Linked DNA regions of Mus musculus: region 1 is linked to region 2. A link is a contact called in public Micro-C data. All regions are on one chromosome and are shown on one strand. The core of a region is the stretch at or near the end of the contact, and the rest is flanking DNA. Distances in the headings are between cores, read along the strand shown. Region 1 has its middle 11 kb from the start of Gm40452. Region 2 overlaps Tead1 (TEA domain family member 1).

Region 1 (2,700 bases), core at 133-2,632, 350 kb before region 2:
TTCCAGGTGGGAGAGGTTTTATTGGAAGAGAGAGACAAGGTAGTGGCAGAAAGCGAAGATGGGGAGAGAGAGTGAGGAAGGGGCTTTCTCCTTATTTATATGGAAAATGACTTAACACAGGTAAAGGTGGGAGGTGAGCCAAGTGGATGCTGGGAATATGGTGCCTGTTGTCTTGGCAACTGATCTGCAGGTTGCAGGTTGTGCTGTCACCTATGTGATGTCATAGGTTTGGGATGTCCTGATGCCAACAAAAGCTGTCTGAATAAAAGGGCATAGCACACTACAGCTTCCACCATGAGATCTTCGTTGTTGTTTTGTTTGTTTCTTTAGTTTAGGGTTTTTGCTTTCTTTTCTTTTGGCCAGAGATTGCGAGGGCAGATATGAAGGGGCAGGGAGAAGAGTGGGGTTGGGGTGCATGGTGTGGAATTCACAGAGAATCAATAGAAAGTTTAAAAAACACAGTTTTCATTGCACCCCTATAGTTTTTATTCTGTATCTACTAAGATTGTACCGAGCTACAACAAGAAAGAAACTGACAGTCAGGTGTCATGGGGTAGAGTCTCTCCCCCACACCTGTCTTTCTGCTCTGTCACCTTTAGATGCACGCTTTCATCCACATCCTTGTAACTTTCGTGTGACAGATGGCTGCTGCCCACCAAGGCTCCAGCTCACATTAAGGGAAGAGACAAGAAAAGCAGCTTTCTTAGAAATCTGTCTTAGCAGAATGGTGTTGGCTTGCTGACCATGACCCTCCCCCACCCCCACCTCAATGCAAAAGACTCTGTGATGGGGAAAGCTGAGACAAGGGATGTCTCGATCTGACTTGTTTGTTGACTGTATGAAGCATTATTGGACCAGCCATGACACTCATGAGCATGTCACTCATGGCTGCTTCTGCTAGGACAGCAGGACTGAGCACCAGGGACGTGTGCACCCTATTCACTGTGTAGGATCTTTACAGAAAAACCTTGCAAATCCTTCAGCTAAGGGAGAAAGAAGGGCAAAGCAAAGATATTGGAAAACCACAAGGGAAAACTGTAAGAGAAAAATCGGATACAGTGCAGGCCTGTAATCCCTGAAGAAGAGGCCCTCCTCTGAGGAAGGCAAACTGATTAAATATCCACACTCCACAGTGAAAAGGGCAGAAGTTGGAAAAGCAAAGAAAAGCTAATGCCTTCCTGAAAGGTTCCAGGCCCTGCTGACAACCACCCGGAAGCTAGAAGGTCAGTGGTTTCCTCTTCTACTCCTTTTGTATTCCCCTATTGTTCTGTGCAATGGGGACAGACTGTAATCTCCTCTGGTTTCTCACATCCCTCCAGGGTTCTTCAGGAGGAGAGTCAGAGGCTGGGCTGCTGAAGAAAGCAGGCCTCCCTCCCTTGCCTTGCAAGTGAAACCAAGAGGAAATAGTTCTCAATGTGTCCTAGCAAGTGTGTTGTGGTGGCTGACCAGATGGCAGTGGCCTGGGGATGTGTACTACAATTTTTTTTGTCACAGGGGCTGCTACTATTCTAGGCTAGGTCCTCTGGAAGGGTCTGGGTCTTGACTTTGACCATGAAAGATGAGCCTTACCACCCTGACAAATGAATGCTGGTGACCACGCTTGACTTGAAGCAAAAGAAATCCATGTCTCAGGCAAACATGTTGTAATACTCTCCTGCTAGCCTCTTGACCCAGTTATATGGCATGATGCAAGAAAAGGACAAGCAGCCTTCGGCCACCAAGGAGCAGGACCCTTCCCCTTCTGTGGCTTCATAATTTACATTTCAGATGTTTGAGGTCATAGTTTTAGACTGGGGCTAACTTGGGAGACTGAGGGAAGAGGATATTAACCTTGGGTATAAAATAAAACTTTCTAAAACCAGGTTAATGTGGGGCTGGAGAGATGGCTCAGTGGTTAAGGACATTTGTTGCTCTTCCAGAGGACCCAAGTTCCATTCCCAGCATCCATATCAGACAGATTACAACTATCTGTAACTCCAGCTTAGGGGACCCAATACCTTTGGCCTACACAGGTATCTTCTCCCTCTCCTCTCCTCTCCTCTCCTCTCCTCTCCTCTCCTCTCCTCTCCTCTCCTCTCCTCTCCTCTCCTCTCCTCTCCTCTCCTCTCCTCTCCCTGTGTGTGTGTGTGTGTGTGTGTGTGTGTGTGTGTGTGAGAGAGAGAGAGAGAGAGAGAAAGAGAGAGGAGAGAACAAATGAAGCATAATAAAAAGTTGAGACCAACCATTGACTCATAGCTACAGGGAATCCGACTCCCTTGTGCCTGCCGAGGTGTGATTTCAAAAGTAAATCTTATAAAGGAATGTCTGGGAGCCTCATCCAAAGTCTGAATTGTGCGCTTCTGTGGAAGCATGAGTCACTGTCGCTGAGGTGGCTGATACTGACTGACAGTTCAATCTCGGGCTCTTGGTTACCTGGGAGACAAGCTTGTGGACTCCTGTAGGAGGGAGTGTTGACATTGGGTTAACTCAGGTGGGATAGCCCACCCTAAGTGTAAGTGACCTCATTCCCTCGCTGGGGTCCGGGGATGAATAAAGAAGATGAAGTAAGTGGACCACCAGCCAGCATCCCTCTCTGCTTCCTGAGTTCAGACACACTGGCCAGCTGCCTAACACTCCTGCCGTGGTAACTTCCCCGCCATGATAGAACCAGGATCCAAAGGAAAGACTTCCTTAAGGGTTTGTTGAGAAAAGCAGTTGATG
Region 2 (2,700 bases), core at 101-2,600:
GGAACCCAGCCCTTCAGGCTCTACGGCACAAGTAGAGTCTGACCAATGTATGAAGCAGAAATCAGCCTCTAAGTGGGTCTGTGTGCCCTCAATTACAAATCCAAATGTCAAAATTCAAAAACAGGTGAGGGACCTGAAGGGTAGGGGTGCACACAGGTGGGGAGGTGATGGGAAAAGGGTCTCACCGTAACTTCCCAGGCATGTGTAACTGAGGCAAAAACATCTGCTCAGCAGCTGGTAACTCAGTGGTCATGTGCAGGGCCAAACATCCTAAACCATGTCATGTGTGCACAGAGCCCTGCAGCCCCAGCAAGCTCACCAATGGGGTGATTCCAACTTGCATTCAGCTTTGCCGGACACCTAAATGATATTCTAGAGGCATTCCTTAATAATTCCTGGTTAAGAAAATAAGCTGCTTCCTGTCTCCAAATCCCTGGCCCTTTCCAGACATACATGTCATTCATTTCTGCACTTCGTGATGAAGGTGAAAGAAAATTAGGGAAGTTTTCAGCATGACTAACAGAAACCTTTCAACACACTAGAAATATCAGCCATGTTATCTCATTAGTACATAAAGCAAAAGCAGACTCTGAATTAAGGGAACCCTTAGCTCTACCAGTGTGAAAATGAACACTGGCATCCTGTTCTCTGCTGGTCTGCAACGGCAACCAACTCGAGCCAGCATCCTCATCCCTTCAGCTGATGGGAAACTGACTTTAACCACTATTGTCTTGGAGAGGCTCCGAGGTGAGGAGGCAGCGAGGGGGAAAGGACTGAAAGAAATCCTTCCAAAGGAAACAGGGCTCACAATGGTTTGGGAATCAGGCCCCAGAACACCCCTGCCAGGGTGATGGGTGATCTGAAAAACAAGGCATATCAAAGTGCTATTGATAAGCTGACTCAGTAGACAGCTTATCTGAGGCCCTCATGGACCATATGGTGCCCCAACTTCTGCTGCCTGTTGCTGCCACAACAATAGGCTTGTCTGCCCAGAAAGCACCGTGGTGGGACAGAAGCTCAGCAGCAGAGGCATGCCGCCCGCCCGGCTATAGTGTTTACATTTTATTTTGTGTCGTTAGCTTTGTGTGTCCCCGGCGGGGACTTGAAACACACACCACACACGCTTCGTGTCAGACACCAGGGTTACCTGCAGAATGCACATGGACGTGCGACATGTATGTGCTTGTGGATGGGAACAGATCAGGTGAACAAGAAAAGCAGATGTCAACTTCAGAATTAGAACATGGCTGGTGGGGGAGGGTGAGCGGGCGGGCTCCCAGCTAGCTCAGGAGCAGACAATGCTCTTTTCTCAAAAAACACTCTGGCCAGGCGGGCCTCGGGGAGTGGCTATTTAAAACACTTGGCTTCTTTTATTCCACCGCTGTAGAAGTGAATTCAGTTCTTCGGAGCCAGAGCAAATGAAGTCATTTGGTTTCTGTGGGTTCTCTATGCACTTCGGCAGTAGGAAACCGGCCATCCAAGTTGGCCTTTCCTCATTAACTCCGTTTTCCTTGAAAAAGACAGTAAAGTCATAGCAAAATTCTAGGATATGGGGCACTGAAATGGATGCTGTCAAAGCCATCAGGAAGTCATGGTGTGAAGACAAACAGGTATCGCCTTCCAAAGGCTTGGGTTGGCATGACAGACCGACCCGGACTTTGGTCAAATTATGTATCTTCTCAGAGGGTTTCCTGTCTTTGCAGATGATCATAAAATATTCATTTATCTAGTTGACTACCTATTAGGGGAAAAAAGACACTGGTTCCCAATAAGAACTCTGCAGCTACAGTGTCAGGTGACATTAAAGCTGCCCTAAGATGCAGGAGCTCAAGGTGGTTCAAAGCAAAAATGCAGGCAGAAGGCTCTCCCTCAATCCTCACAGCAGAGCTTCGGCAGAAAGATACTGGTTTCATCTGTGACACCAGCCCCATACCTAAGTGGACAACATTCTTGGATGAACTTCTCAAATTTTCTTAAACAGTCTCAGATTTAAAATCTCCTTTCAAGTTAAATTGAGATTGCACTTGAACTCTATCCAAGAGCAAAGCTGAACTGAATTATGATAATTAGAAAGCTGTGTCTATAATTTTTTTAAGAAGTCAGTAGAGTTGATATATTTTTTTTAAAAGTTCATGCCAGAGAATATAAGTTCAGTGTGTTCCCACATAACTAACATTTCTCACCATGGTGAGCAGTTTTTCAGTTTACCCATCAGTACTGCTGGGTAGTCCCAGGTCTCAGTACAGACAAACGTGTCAGATGCCGAGAAGCTCCCAGAACTTCCCCCTGCAGAGGTGGACCCTCAACTTCTTCATCAGTAAATTAGTCCACTTTTAAGTCTTAAGCTCATTTCCCAACGCTCTATCTTTCACCATTAAAAAAATGTTAATACGGGGTTGACATGTGGCTCAGTTGTTACAGGGGTTGTGACAGGCGCTATCATGAGACCAGAGTGTGATCCCAAGGAAGGGTATAATATAAACCCAGCATGGGTAACAGGTCTGTACTCCAGCACATGAGCAGCAGAAGAATGAAGATCGTGCATCCAGGATCATGCTCAGCTACACAGTATAAGCTGAAGGTCTCATACATGGGACCTGCTTCAAAAAACGAACAAAAAGCTAATGAAATCGTATGACAGAGCCTTACAAACAAGTGTGAGTAAGAAAAGAACATAGAAAATACGGGGGGGGGGGGGGA

The links. Hi-C and Micro-C count contacts between places; a contact is called where the count stands out from the background.
Region 1: a contact with region 2 is called in a Micro-C map of embryonic stem cells, with 1.6 times the contacts expected there. The contact joins two enhancer-like sites. A contact is called at or near these places in 3 of 484 Hi-C or Micro-C datasets (all in embryonic stem cells) and 1 of 115 datasets of contacts at active chromatin or transcription factors (pancreatic cancer cells).

The regions. Positions count from the first base shown.
Region 1 is chr7:113,038,068-113,040,767 of GRCm38.p6, reverse strand. No RefSeq gene overlaps it. Among named protein-coding and RNA genes, the nearest start is that of Gm40452, 11 kb to the left of the region's middle. Within about 2 kb of position 1,382, at least 43 of the 459 cell types and tissues checked have an H3K27ac peak or open chromatin away from gene starts, as enhancers often do. A contact at or near this core is called in embryonic stem cells, where this site is marked.
Region 2 is chr7:112,683,696-112,686,395 of GRCm38.p6, reverse strand. The region is part of intron 1 of Tead1 (TEA domain family member 1); the gene reads right to left. Among named protein-coding and RNA genes, the nearest start is that of Tead1, 5.7 kb to the right of the region's middle. Within about 2 kb of position 1,350, at least 52 of the 459 cell types and tissues checked have an H3K27ac peak or open chromatin away from gene starts, as enhancers often do. A contact at or near this core is called in embryonic stem cells, where this site is marked.